3 separate regions of the Mus musculus genome follow, and all the other regions are linked to region 2. The links are chromatin contacts, called in public Hi-C and promoter capture Hi-C maps. All regions are on one chromosome and are shown on one strand. The core of a region is the stretch at or near the end of the contact, and the rest is flanking DNA. Distances in the headings are between cores, read along the strand shown.

Evidence for each region. Promoter capture Hi-C pulls out the DNA fragments that hold promoters and counts their contacts. Hi-C and Micro-C count contacts between places; a contact is called where the count stands out from the background.
Region 1: a promoter capture Hi-C map of erythroid cells shows a contact between it and region 2, with 2.3 times the contacts expected there. The contact joins the promoter of Ckb here to the promoter of Exoc3l4 in region 2. A contact is called at or near these places in 6 of 39 promoter capture datasets (the SN4741 cell line, erythroid cells, hippocampal neurons and 3 more), 1 of 15 datasets of contacts at CTCF or cohesin (the NIH/3T3 cell line), 12 of 484 Hi-C or Micro-C datasets (B cells, the G1E-ER4 cell line, the HL-1 cell line and 8 more) and 6 of 115 datasets of contacts at active chromatin or transcription factors (the SCID.adh cell line, T-cell acute lymphoblastic leukemia, forebrain and 3 more).
Region 3: a contact with region 2 is called in a Hi-C map of the N1E-115 cell line, with 6 times the contacts expected there. The contact joins the promoter of Traf3 here to the promoter of Exoc3l4 in region 2. A contact is called at or near these places in 2 of 39 promoter capture datasets (the SN4741 cell line and liver), 1 of 484 Hi-C or Micro-C datasets (the N1E-115 cell line), 1 of 115 datasets of contacts at active chromatin or transcription factors (bone marrow-derived macrophages) and 2 of 9 other capture datasets (adipose tissue and pancreatic islet).

The regions. Positions count from the first base shown.
Region 1 is chr12:111,670,580-111,674,859 of GRCm38.p6, reverse strand. It overlaps Ckb (creatine kinase, brain), which reads left to right and starts at 2,522. Exons shown (of 8, transcript NM_021273.4): 1 at 2,522-2,630; 2 at 2,887-3,094; 3 at 3,281-3,435; 4 at 3,513-3,645; 5 at 3,816-3,987. The coding sequence starts at 2,902.
Region 2 is chr12:111,414,663-111,418,688 of GRCm38.p6, reverse strand. It overlaps Exoc3l4 (exocyst complex component 3-like 4), which reads right to left and starts at 1,259. Exons shown (of 14, transcript NM_001289487.1): 1 at 935-1,259.
Region 3 is chr12:111,164,242-111,168,627 of GRCm38.p6, reverse strand. It overlaps Traf3 (TNF receptor-associated factor 3), which reads right to left and starts at 2,258. Exons shown (of 12, transcript NM_011632.3): 1 at 2,026-2,258. All of the region lies in intron 2 of 4930595D18Rik (RIKEN cDNA 4930595D18 gene), which reads left to right.

The sequences.
Region 1 (4,280 bases), core at 1,273-3,772, 250 kb before region 2:
CATACCAGAAGAGGGCATCAGATCTCATTACGAATGATTGTGAGTCACCATGTGGTTGCTGGGATTTGAACTCAAGACCTTCAGAAGAGCAGTCGGAGCTCTTAACCACTGAGCTATCTCTCCAGCTCCCATGTGAGGTTGTTTTATTGGCTTACAAAATAGTGACTTGAGCCGGGCATGGTGGCGTACACTTTTAATCCCAGCACTCAGGAGGCAGAGGCAGGCGGATTTCTGAGTTCGAGGCCAGCCTGGTCTACAAAGTGAGTTCCAGGATAGCCAGGGCTATACTGAGAAACCCTGTCTTGAACCCCCCCCCCCAAGTGGCTTGACCTGGGCATAGTGGTTCAGTCCCATATTAGAACTTGGGATGCTGAGACAGAAAGAGCCTGGTTTATGGGATCTTGTCTCAAAACACAATAGGTTAAAGCTGGCCAAGGTGAGTGAAAAACAGGAGGAGTCTCTGTAGTAGCCCTGGGGACAGAACAGAGGTGACTTTTCAACTCTACCCAGGCAGAGGCAGGCAGGCAGTCTTTCTGCCCCGAGTTCTTCACTCCAGTCTTCTCCCCAGGCACCTGCACATTCTATCTCAGCCTGGAATTCCTGTCATACCTCACACAGTTCGCTCCTCCAGGCAGCCTGCCTCCACAGAAAGGCAGGGTCCCTGTGCCTCCTGTGCACTTTTTGTTGCACGTTCCTTGCATCTAGCACCTCATGTGTGGCTGGAGGCTCAGGGGGAGCAGTCTCCCTCAAAGCCATCTTCAGCTTCTTTTCCTCTGGGGCGTAAGTGTGCCATTAGTTCTCTGAAGCTAGGCTTTGGACTGCAATCCCTCAGAGCAGGATGGAGCATGCCTTTAAGTCCACAAGTGGATAAACAGAGGCAGGCAGAGCTCTGAGACCTGCTTGGTCTACAAAGTGAGTTCCAAGGCTAGAGAGAGAAACTGTCAAAGACAAATGACTGAAGATATTCTGTCAAACATGCAAGGATGAAGGCTTCTCTTGTTCTTGCTTTATTAGCCCAGGAGTGAGTGAGTGGCTGTGAGTGAACATTAAATATGAAAGCACAGATACTGATTTTTTTTTGAGACAGGGCTGTTCTGGACTCTCTTTTTAGAGGAAGGATCTGCCTGAGGGATCTCACAGAGATCTGCTTGTCTCTGCCTTCCTCGTGCTTGGATTGAAAGGGTGTGCTGCAGCTGGACGTGGTGGCCCATGCCTTTAATCCCAGCACTTGTGAGGCAGAGGCAGGCGAATTTCTGAGTTCGAGGCCAGCCTGGTCTACAGAGTGAGTTCCAGGACAGCCAGGGCTACACAGAGAAACCCTGTCTTAAACAAACAAACAAACCAAAAAAGAAAAAGAAAAAAAGAAAGGGTGTGCCGCCACGCAGGACCTCACCTCTCTATTTGTATCAACTGCACCATCTACCACACTTTTCTACCCACGACCATTCCCTAATGAGCATCAGATCGAATCCAAACTTTCTCCCTCTACACGTTTCCTGATCTGTTTGTAGAGAAGGGACACCGTCTTTCTGTAGGCTGCATTCCTAGAAGTGGGAATGCTAGGTCATAGAGCAATTTAAAAATTTTTTAACAAATACTGCCAAATTACTTTCCAGAAAAAGATGAAGCTGCTGGCAGCTGCAGCAGGCAAGGTGCGAACGCCTATCTTCACACATTCCAATTCACACCTGGCACTGGCTGTGGTCAAATTCCAGGTTTCCCCTGTGTGTGTGTGTGGGGGGGGGTGGCACGGGGAGAGAGACTGTTTCAATGTGTTGGATCTGATTAATGAGCTTAATTTTGACTGGTGCTTCCTCCACCCCCAGTTTGCCTGCCGGTGTTGGGGAGTTCTTTGTGGGTGCGGTGGTAGAAACCGGTCCCCCGAGAAAAGGGACAGGAGATGAGAATTTGGAGATTCAAAAACAGTCTCTAGGAACTAAATGTCTTGAATCTTTCAGGGTCTGGGTCCAAGGGTCTTGGCGGTGTTCCTTAGAGCCCGCCCAAGGTCAGAACACCCTGGGTGCTTCCGGGCGGGACCTCAGCCAGACTGCGCCTCTGGTGTTGCACCAAGAACACCCAGGAGATGCCCGCAGGCACCTTGAGGAAGGTCGGCGGCTCTGTGGCTCTTGAGGATATGGCCTGGATGCGGTGTTTGGATGCTGTACCCAATGTTAAAAACCTGGACTCTCACCATGACCCTCTCTACAACGCAGTCGGCCTGAGGAGACAGGGAAGGCAGGAGCCTCAAGTGCCATCTGGCTTCCCAGACTCAGTTTCCTGCCCCCGGCAGTGTGTGTGAAGCAGGTCTAGGATATCTATGGCTCTGGGGTTTCGTCTTAGGGATCCTGTGCGAGCACCACCGGGGTGGCCAAACTGCGCAGCGGGGTCGAGACTTGGGGACCGCTAGGGTGGGCCGCTGGGGGTGTCAAGGGCTGCTGCCTCGGACAAAGCGGCGGCACCACCCCAAAGCGCGGACCAATGGAATGAATGGGCTATAAATAGCCGCCAATGGGAGGCCGGCGACGCGCCCCTTAAGAGCTCAGGGAGCAGCGAGCAGCCGTCGTTCTTCTGCGCTGCGCCAGGAGCTGCAAGCACAGGCATCCATCGCCCCTGCTTCGTCCGGCATCCCGGTGAGCGGGTCCAAGGGCCAGGGGTATAGTCCTGCGGGGCTCTACGCTGTGGGGTGCGGGACCGGGGCATCACGCGCAGCCTCGCTGCCGGGAGCGCTCATCGGACCCGCCCGGGAACTTGGGATGCGCTGGACTCTGACGATGCAGACCTCGCTGACCTTGGTGGCGTCCAGGGAAAGTCTCGGGGGTCCCAAGTGGTTTGCAGGTCCCTGGCGGCCGGTGTTTAAATCTCCTCTGACCCCGCTCTTCCCTGCAGCCCGCTGCCGCCGCCATGCCCTTCTCCAACAGCCATAATACGCAGAAGCTGCGCTTCCCGGCCGAGGATGAGTTCCCTGATCTGAGCAGCCACAACAACCATATGGCCAAGGTGCTGACCCCGGAGCTGTACGCCGAGCTCCGTGCCAAGTGCACGCCGAGCGGCTTTACTTTGGACGACGCCATTCAGACTGGCGTAGACAATCCGGGTATGCACACCCCTGTAGCGTCAGGCTTCCGCCTCCCCAAGAAGCCCCCCGGGCAAGGATCCCACTGCTCTTCCCTGAACCTTCGGTGGGCTGGGGTCCCCTGTTCCCCTCTCCGCGCTTAGCCTTAAGAGCCTCGGCTTGCTCCTGCCTGACGGTGACGTCACTGTCGCCGCGCCCCTCCTCCAGGCCACCCGTACATCATGACTGTGGGTGCAGTGGCGGGCGACGAGGAGAGTTACGACGTATTCAAGGACCTCTTCGACCCCATTATTGAGGAGCGGCACGGCGGCTACCAGCCCAGTGATGAGCACAAGACCGACCTCAACCCAGACAACCTGCAGGTGCGGGGAATCAGGGTCCGGGCGTGCTGGGGAGAGGGGTCTCGGCGCTCACTCTAGCCACCACCTTGTATTCCCAGGGTGGCGATGACCTGGACCCCAACTACGTGCTGAGCTCGCGAGTGCGCACAGGCCGCAGCATCCGCGGCTTCTGTCTCCCCCCGCACTGCAGCCGCGGGGAGCGCCGCGCCATCGAGAAGCTGGCAGTAGAAGGTAGGGGTCGGGTAACAGCCTCCAGAGCTGCTGCGCTCTTCTCTGCGCGCGCGTTCCCACTGGGGACTGAGGGTCGAAGACCCACCTTCGCCCGCGGGGACACACTGCTGCAGGCGGGGCGGCGGGCTTGCTCGCCCGCCCACCCTGTCCTTGAACTCTGCACTCCGCAGCTCTGTCCAGCCTAGATGGCGACCTGTCTGGCAGGTACTACGCGCTCAAGAGCATGACTGAGGCGGAGCAGCAGCAGCTCATTGACGACCACTTCCTCTTCGATAAGCCTGTGTCGCCTCTGCTGCTGGCCTCCGGCATGGCCCGGGACTGGCCGGATGCTCGTGGCATATGGTACGAGCCCCCCCCCCCCCCCAGTCCCTAGAAGGTGGGGCCTGCCCTGAATTCCTAGTTTGTGCAGTGCCTCCCTCCGCCCAGGTGACCTTGGTTCTGCGGATGACTGTGGTCCTTGCGCTGCGGGAGGCCGCAGTCTCCAGGGACTCAAGGGTGGTGACCAGTCTCTTTGGCGTCTGTTCTCCGCCCTCCTCCTGGGAGCCGGCGCTTCTTGTTTTCTCTCCACCTTCTCACCCCCTTATTCCGCCGGGATCGTGCCAGGTGCCAATGACGCAAAAGCCTCCGCACCCGTC
Region 2 (4,026 bases), core at 10-2,509:
AATCAACAAGCTAGGAAAATCAGTAAGAGCTGCAAATGTCAGAAGCAAGCAGTTCCGAAAAATCCTAAGCGCGGTTATTATGGGAATAACAAGAGTTTAGTAAATTCCATGTGTTGATTTTGCAAACACGATCAGTAGCTGTTCTATGTGCCAGCCAGGCCTATTTTAAAAAAGACACAGGCTCCCTTCACAGTTGCCAAAATAAAAACATCCCTGGTAGCCACCCCCCACTGAAGGACAGACTTTCACTGAAGGACAGACTTCTTAAGTAGGCACACAAGGCTTTTCCTCGGGTTTGTCTTGCTTTTCTCTGTTGCCCCTCTGCGTCCCAGGACTCATTCCCTGTCCAAGCCTTTCTGGGAGTTGCCCCTCATCTTCCAGCTGCTGAGAGCTTCCTTGGGGCTCTTCCTCTGAGAAGCTCACCCTTTTCTGGGTCTAGCTCCAGCCCTAGATAGTAGTTATATGATCTGAGATCTTTCTGCCACTTGGCCAGGAGCCTCCAGGGAGCAAGGAATGAGCCTGGCTCAGACCCATGATGGGGCCAATAAATAAATGTCAGGTACCCAAGGAATGGTGTGGCCCTGCCATGATTGTGAACCTGTGGTACCTCTTTCAGATCTTCGTGCTAGCTAGCTCCAGTGCCTCGCCGTGTGTGTGATTGTCTTGTAATATGTGTGTGCGTCTTCCGTGTCTGTGTCTGTAGGCCTCATGGATGTCTCTGCTCTCTGCAAGTGTGTGTGGCTGTTTATGTGTTCGGATGTGCGTATATCTCCTGTGGCTGAGTTGGTATTCTAGTTCAGCCGTCCTGGGCTTGGAGCCCAGACCCTTGACAACAAAGCCAACTAACACAGCCAGAGTAGTCTCAGCCTCTTGGGTCCCCACCCACGGCCCCAAACACCCTCACATCCTCCTGCCCCACCTGGCTGGGTCTTACCTGATAGGCACGCAGACAACTGCACCCAGGCAGCAGAGGTCCTAAGCAAGCCAGCCAAGCAGGATCCTGAGACCAGGTCCAGGAGAGAGATGGCTGCCAGCACAGCCCAACTGGTGGACCAACAGCTGGGACTTCCCAGCCACAGGACCGCCCTGACCCACTCTCTACTCGGACCCCATACTTTCGCTTTCAGAAAAGTTCCACCCCTTTCATTCCAGAGACAACCACTCTAACCTTTGATCAGCCACAGTCCCGGAGCTTGCCTGAGCCTGATCGGAGCTTGACAGGGAGAGACTGGGGAGGGGAGGCTAGGGAGGGCCCTAAGGGAAGCTGGGGAGGTGGAGATTAGTGGAGGAGAGGTTAGGGAGGTGGGGCTAGGGGAGGAGGATGCAGCAGCGGGGGCTGGGGACCACCGAGGATTGTCAGATCCTGACCACTGCCAGAGGTAAGATAAATGGGAGGTTTTTACCCCCTAGTGCTCAAGCCCAGAAAGTCTCCTCTCTCCAGCCAAGGGCTGCAGCTCCAGGCCAGTCTAGGACGTTCACTCCAGTGCCCCCTATGCTTGCCCGAGCTGAGAAGCAGAGAGCAGAGACCTGTTAGGGAAGTTTTCTGTAATGCCTGGGGCACCAGGTGTGAGCCATACACTGCTCCGGAGTGCTGGTGGGAGAGGACCGAGGGACCGCAGGGGCTCACACTCAGGAATGACAGGCAGCCTTCTAGGCAGAAGCAGCGCAGCATGAACAGCGTGGAGGAGGGGCTGTTGTGAATGGCTTCGGAACTCAGGCCTTCTGCTTTCACAAAGACTCAGACAGGAAGCTTTTCTCGGAGAGGGCCATGGAGATTTCAGAAGAGGCACGTCCCCTGATTTCAGGGGGATTCCACAGTCAGCGTCTTAAGAAAAAAAACTTGGAGGAAATCCAAGGACACATTCATGACTGACCTGCTCTGTACCTGGGTACAGTATGGATGCTCTGGTTACAGTACTCAGTACTGAGTACTCAGTACTGGGCTGTGAGAACACAGCGCCACACAGGCTATACTCTCCCGGTTTGGGGGACCTGAGGGCTAAGGTCTTGACTCTTCTGAGGCTACCTCTTTTTTCCTCTTCCTCCTCCTTTCCTTCGTCTTCCTCCTCCTCCCCCTCTTCTACTTCTTCTGGAGACAGGGTCCCACTATGTATTCTTCTATGTCCTGTGGCTCACTATGTAGACCAGGCTGGCTCTGTAAGCACAGAAATTGGATTAAAGGCATGTGCCATCGTGCCTGGTGCTCTCTCTCTTTATGTGTTCTTTCCTCTGTATGTGTCTGTCCAGTTTTCTCTTCTTTATAGCATGTGGAGTGTGGTGGTTTGTATGTGCTCCATCCAGGGAGTGGGACTATTTGGAAGTGTGGCCCTGTTGGAGTAGGTGTGTCACTGTGGGTGTGGACTTTAAGACCATCATCCTAGCTGCCTGGAAGTCAGTGTTCTGCTAGCAGCCTTCAGATGAAGATGTAGAACTCTCAGCTCCTCCTGCACCATGCCTGCCTGGATGCTGCCATGTTCCTATCTTGATGATAATGGACTGAATCTCTGAACCTGTAAGCCAGCCCCAATGAAATGTTGTCCTTATAAGAGTTGCCTTGGTCATGGTATCTGCTCACAGCGATAGAACCCTAACTAAGATAGCACACTAGGTAAGCTCTCTGAGGCAAGATAGATAGAAGGGTGGGCAAAGCGTGGGAACATGAGAATAAAAGGAGCCCCCCTAGTTGCAGTACCTCAGCAGCAGGCAAGGATCCTGTGTGATCAACGCCTGCAGAAGGCCTTTCTCCCCCGCCAGCTATAAATCTTTGATTTTTCTAGGAATTTCCTCCACAAAACCCCTCACGTATAGAGAAGACATGTACTAAACTCCTTGAGAAAGATCATCAAATTGTTATTGCATACAAGACATCTCCATCACCACTACCACTCATTTATCAGAAGAATGGGAAATGGAGAAAAATAATGCTTTCTTGGTAACCTCAGAGATACAACTTGAGAGTCACCAAGACCAGGGATCTATGGCTAAGGTTAGGGCAGCTTAGTCCCCTGCTGAGCCCCCCTGAGCCGGCTGACTCCTCCCGTGGGCATGTCTTACTTTCTGCTATTCTCCCAACATGTCCTCCATTAAGTCTTACTCTTTCCCCTAACGTCACGTGTAATCCTATGTTAAAGTTTTATTAAAGATCTTTAATAAAAATCTCCAACTCTACTTCAGACTGGCTAGTCCTAAAATTCTTTTCTTCACTAAAGACATAAGTCTCCATTTAGCATAAATTGGGTCTGTAAAAGACGAAGAGGGTCTTAAGGCTGGCGAAGGTGACAGCGCAGTGCTGTGTCTCTGCATCCTCTTCTGGGAGACAACATAACAGCTTAACTATATACCCAGCCTCCCAGTTGACCTGACTTTAACTGATTGTCTTTTTAAAGACCCTATCTCCATATAAGGTCATGTTCTCAGGTTCTGGAGCTAAGGGTTCAACATATAAATAATGGATTTGATGATACAAGGCATATTACATCACCCCATGCTATTTGGAGACAGGCCAAGTCAGACAGAAGCCATCAGAACCACCTCCAGGATGCCCTCCAGTTAATTACTTTTCAGTAATTATAGCTCCCTAGGTGGAACTACCAATCCAAGCCCAAGAGGTACCCGGCTGGACCTTTCCCCTCGGCTCAGCCTGACCTGCCTATTGGCTCCCTTTAAGGAGGCTGCCCTGGGCTCAGGGACCTACCCACCACCACACAGTCGACTGGAGATACCAAGACTGTCTCCAACTCAAATGTAAGTCCTGGGATCTCCAAGTTCAAATTGCTTGAAGTCTAGCCTCATAAGTCCAAGCAGGAAGACTTTGATCTCTTTCTGACTGCTGTGTCTATGCTGCCTCAGAAATCTAATACCCAGGACCAGGAGGATTGTTCTAGGCCTCTCCCAAAGTCTCACCAAACCCCGGACTGAGCATGCCCATGAGGCTGTGATATGTTCTTCTTTGATTTTGTTGCTGGTTGGTATTTTTGTGTTCTTAAACATTCTTTTCATCAAAGTAGAATTTTAAATTATATATAT
Region 3 (4,386 bases), core at 1,009-3,508, 250 kb after region 2:
CTATACAAGATGAAAAAACAAAGATGGGCAAATTTAATGCAATTTCCTTTGTGTGTTTGAGCTAGCTCAGGCTTGCAACACCACAGTGACAGTTTCATCTCTCCTGAGGTAGTTTCAGCATAATAAAGAAGGATTTTAAGGGAATGATAAATCATGCTCAGCCTTGGGCTCATTAGCATATGTATCCTGACAATACCCCAGAAAGTCCTTCCTCATTCACACTGATTCTAAGGGATCCTAGCAAAAGTGTTTAGAGAGAAATCTCAGACACAGGGAGAGCAAGCATCCGTTCCTAGATCCCAGGTAAATGAAGGACTTTCTTCAAAGCACCAGCAAGAGCAGCAGAAACAGACTGCTGCTACTGCCTGTTTCCAACGGAATGTCTCTGCAGCCTCCTCACTGAGGCCATCTTATTAATTCCAAAAAGAATGGATAGCATCCAAAAAAAAAAAAATTGGTTTTCTTTTCCCTCACAGAAAAATTCACATGAATGTCTTGTTTAAAAAATGCTGGAATTCTCCCTGGCCAGATTTTTGATTCCCCGACTTCTGCATTGTGACAGCTGGAACAGATGGTGTCTGGGTGAGACACCTTACATCTTAAACCTTGTCCCTGATAAGGTCTGATTTCAAACAGTGAGGCTGGACCCCAAGGTCTGCCAGGATGTATCACCAGACCCTACACACAGGGTTTTCTGACTCCTGTGATAAATTTCCCAGTTTTCAATTTGCTCTGGCCAAAGAATTTTCACCTTCAGACTAGTTCTTAATATATAAGATGTCACAATATGGCGAAAAGGGAAACATTTCCTCTCCTTTAAGTAAAGGATGGCTGTACACTATTTTGCTAAACACCCTACAATGATGCAGTATTTTCAACAGGCCATTTTCCAAGATCTGAAAAACACCAGAAGGTTTTAAGAGCTGACTGAGGGTTCCCCTGAACAATTTCTACATATAAGCATTTTACACACAATACAAAACAGCATTTCTAAAGATTTCACTTGTGTATCTAGTCACAGAAATGCTACCAAAAAAAAAAAAATTATGGCTCCTCTTCAGTTGTATGCTGTGAATGTAAATTAAGATGACAATACAACACTCGATAAACCCTTTAAGACTCCACAAAAAAAGAGCATACTTACAAATGTGTGTACGTAACACACACACACACCCTTCTATTTCATTCTCAAAACTGAGTCAAAGCTCAGTACAAAAGCCGTGAAAATAAAATCAGTTCCTTCAACCGATCATTAATCTGAATGCTTCTTCGATTTCAGAGCACGTCCACAACACTTCACCCATTTGCATGTTGTTGCCGTTTTAAATTAAAGGTAAAGAATTGTCCACGCAGAATTCTCTCTAAAGGTCTAATCCTGATACCCGGGTCCCCAACCGGTGGTGATGACAGTGTAGAAACGTGGCGAAACGTACATGAGCCATAGCCTGGCGCCTCCAAAACCTGCAAGCCCCGCGGCAAGGATCGTTTTAATGGCTCGCCCGTGGGGAGCCCACTCTGACCTTTGGTGTTAATCGAAGGTGGAAGGTGTGCATTCGGCCCCAGCTGGATCCCAGAACCGCCTGCCTTCCAGCCTCTCTGCAGCTCTCCGACTATGAATCAGTCATTCATCTGCAGAGCAATGACTCAGTATAAACTTTTAAATAATGGCTCAAAAACCCACCTCCACCAGCCAGGGCGAGCACGCTCATCTATGCGGGCACCCTGTCTCCGCCGCTCCGCACCGCGCCAAAGCCCCGGGCCTCGGAGATGCTGACGGCTCGGCACCCCTCGGGGCGGGCACCCAGGGCTCGAGGCCTGCCTGCCCCGTCTGCCCGGAGCGCCGGCGCCTCGGGCCCGGAGCTGGCCGCACACACAAAGTTTCCAAAGTTGGGGCGGCGGGCGGGCCGCACCGCAGACGGTGAGGCGGCCGGGCCTGGCAGCGAAGGACCCGCCGGGCCCGGGGCCGCCGCCGGGATGGAGCCGCCCGCCGCCCCGCCGCCCGCCGCCCCCGGCCCGCGACCTTACCCCGAGGCCCGCCCGTTCGGCCGGCTCAGGGGCGCCGCGCGCATCCTCCGCCGCCTTCTGCAGCGTCCAGCTCCCCGGGCAGCCCCATGTCGGGGGGCGGGGAAGGGCCGGCGGCCGCCGCCGCCGCCGCCGGCTGGAAAGTCCCTGCTGGGCTGCAACCCGGCTCGCGCACGCGGCGGCCGCCGGCCGCGCCGCCTCACGCACCCTCGCGCTGGCACTTCCTCTCGCGCGCTGGAAATCCCCGCGGGCCGCCTGGGCGCGCGCCCCAGCGCGCCCGCCCCCGCCGCCCGCGCGCGCCTCCCCGCCCCCCCCCTCATCCCCTTCGGCTGGCGCGCGCCCGCGCCCGTTGCTAGGGACCCTCGGCCCCGCGCTCGCCGCCGGCCTTAGCAACGGCGGCGCGCGCCCCAGGCCCTCAGGGCCCTGGCCCCTCCGCGCGCGCGCGCGCGCCCTCGCGCCCCGCCCGCGTCCCGGTCTTTCCGGGTCAAAAAGCCAGTCGAGCGGAGGGGAAGCAAGGAAGGTTCCTCGCCTTGCCACCTCGACGGGCGGCCCAACAGTCTCGCCTACTCGGGCACTCAGGTCCTTGCACCTGTAGAAGACACTCACTCGCGGGCGCCCATTGACACGCGTGCAGAGTTCGTTCCTAGTGTCTCCTGTCCAAGAACACACATCTTCACCGACAGAGTTCACAGGCAGGCGGGCAGGTCTCACAGTCCACATTAGCACACAGCCATGCCACCCTCACACATGCCCCTCGTATGCTCACAGGCGGGTCTGGTACCATCTGACCCAGCTCTAGGGGTTTAGCAGAGTCCTCCTCGGCTCCCTACATACCCACCCGAAGTGGATCTGCCCTGTGTGGACAGGGTGGCCAATTTGTCCTGGGTACTTCTCTAAGCCAGGGACACCCATTTCTCCAGCAGCTTCATCTTGCTGTCTCATGGTCACAGGGCCCCACCAGATGTCCCTACTGCCATGGCAAGATGGGAGCAAATGGGGGTCTATCCTTACAAAGTTCAGACACTTGAGCAAAGAGGCCATGATTGTTTCCAAGTCATCTGGAAGCTCACACATCCCTTCTCAATAAAGTTTGTCGGATCCTAGGCTGGAACGGAGACCAGTGTGACCAGGCTGCGCAGGAAGTCCAGCATCTTCTGTCCAGCTTACCTCATGGAATGTTCTAGAAGCCTGGATAGTCTGACAGGACATCTCTGAATGCAGTAGCCCAACAGGTGCCTGTTCGAGAGCCCACATAGGCCTTGCTAGCCAGGCTCAGCTAGGCCAGTGGCGCCCTCATCTGGGCCACAGGCCACAGTTCTGAGTTCAGAGTCAGGTCAGATCCAGGGTTCCCCAAGGCAACAGTGCTAGAACGACAGTCCCATCTATGAGGACCCTGGAGCTCACTATTAGCCCCTTTCCCCTCGTGGGTGTCTTTAATGGCCCGGAATGCTCAGAGTGCCCCTGCCTTCTTTAACCGTGTTCTCAGACCTCTACTGTTCGACCCCAGCCCTGTCCAGGGCACCTTTCTCACACGCCTTTCACGGCACAAGGAAAACTGCCCAAATCCAGAAAGGCTTCCTTCTCTAGGCTGCACTATTTGGACTCTTTTCAAATAAGCCACCAGGCAGAAGGTACAAAGACCTGTGCGTGGGGCTTCCTATGGCTGCGTGGCTCCTTTTATTCTCTGCCAAAGCACTAGTAAGCCTTCTTCAGAATGAGTGGGTAGAGTCCAGCCGCGTGGAGCTCTCTACGGGTGAGACCAGCTGCTGCTCCCCCACCCCGAGCCCTTCTTCTCCCATTTAGCAGCTCCAGACCCCCTGTTTTGGGGAAACACAGAGGGCAGCATAAAGAAGTTTGCCCCATCAGAGCCAGGGCTTTGGGGGCGGGTTTCTGGCCACCGCAGCGCCAGTTGCTGGGCAGAAGTGATGAGCAGTACGGAGAACCAATCAGAGGGCTCTGCTCTGGGCATTTCAAAAGCAAAGCTGGCTGTTCCCTATGGCAACGCTGAACAACACGCCGACACTGTTTCTGGACAAAGAAATTTCTCTCAGGAATTTATGTGGCCTCTCATGCTCAGTTTGCTGCATTTTAGGATGCATGCAGGTCTCGTGATGACTCACCGAAATGCAACTGTCCAGAAAGCCGCTCCCATCTGTTGTGCTAAGAGGAAAAGTATTCGTCGCATGGTGTCGGGGGCTTCAGGCCTGTGAACAGGTGTCATCAGGCCCCTCCCAGTGCCTCAAATGACAGCTCCAGGAGCAGAAGCCACCTGCCCCTGCAGGGCAGATGTGTGCTGAAGTGAGCTGACATTTCGCTCACTAAAACATTAAATACTAGCAAAGGAGAGACACACAGCAAAATTAT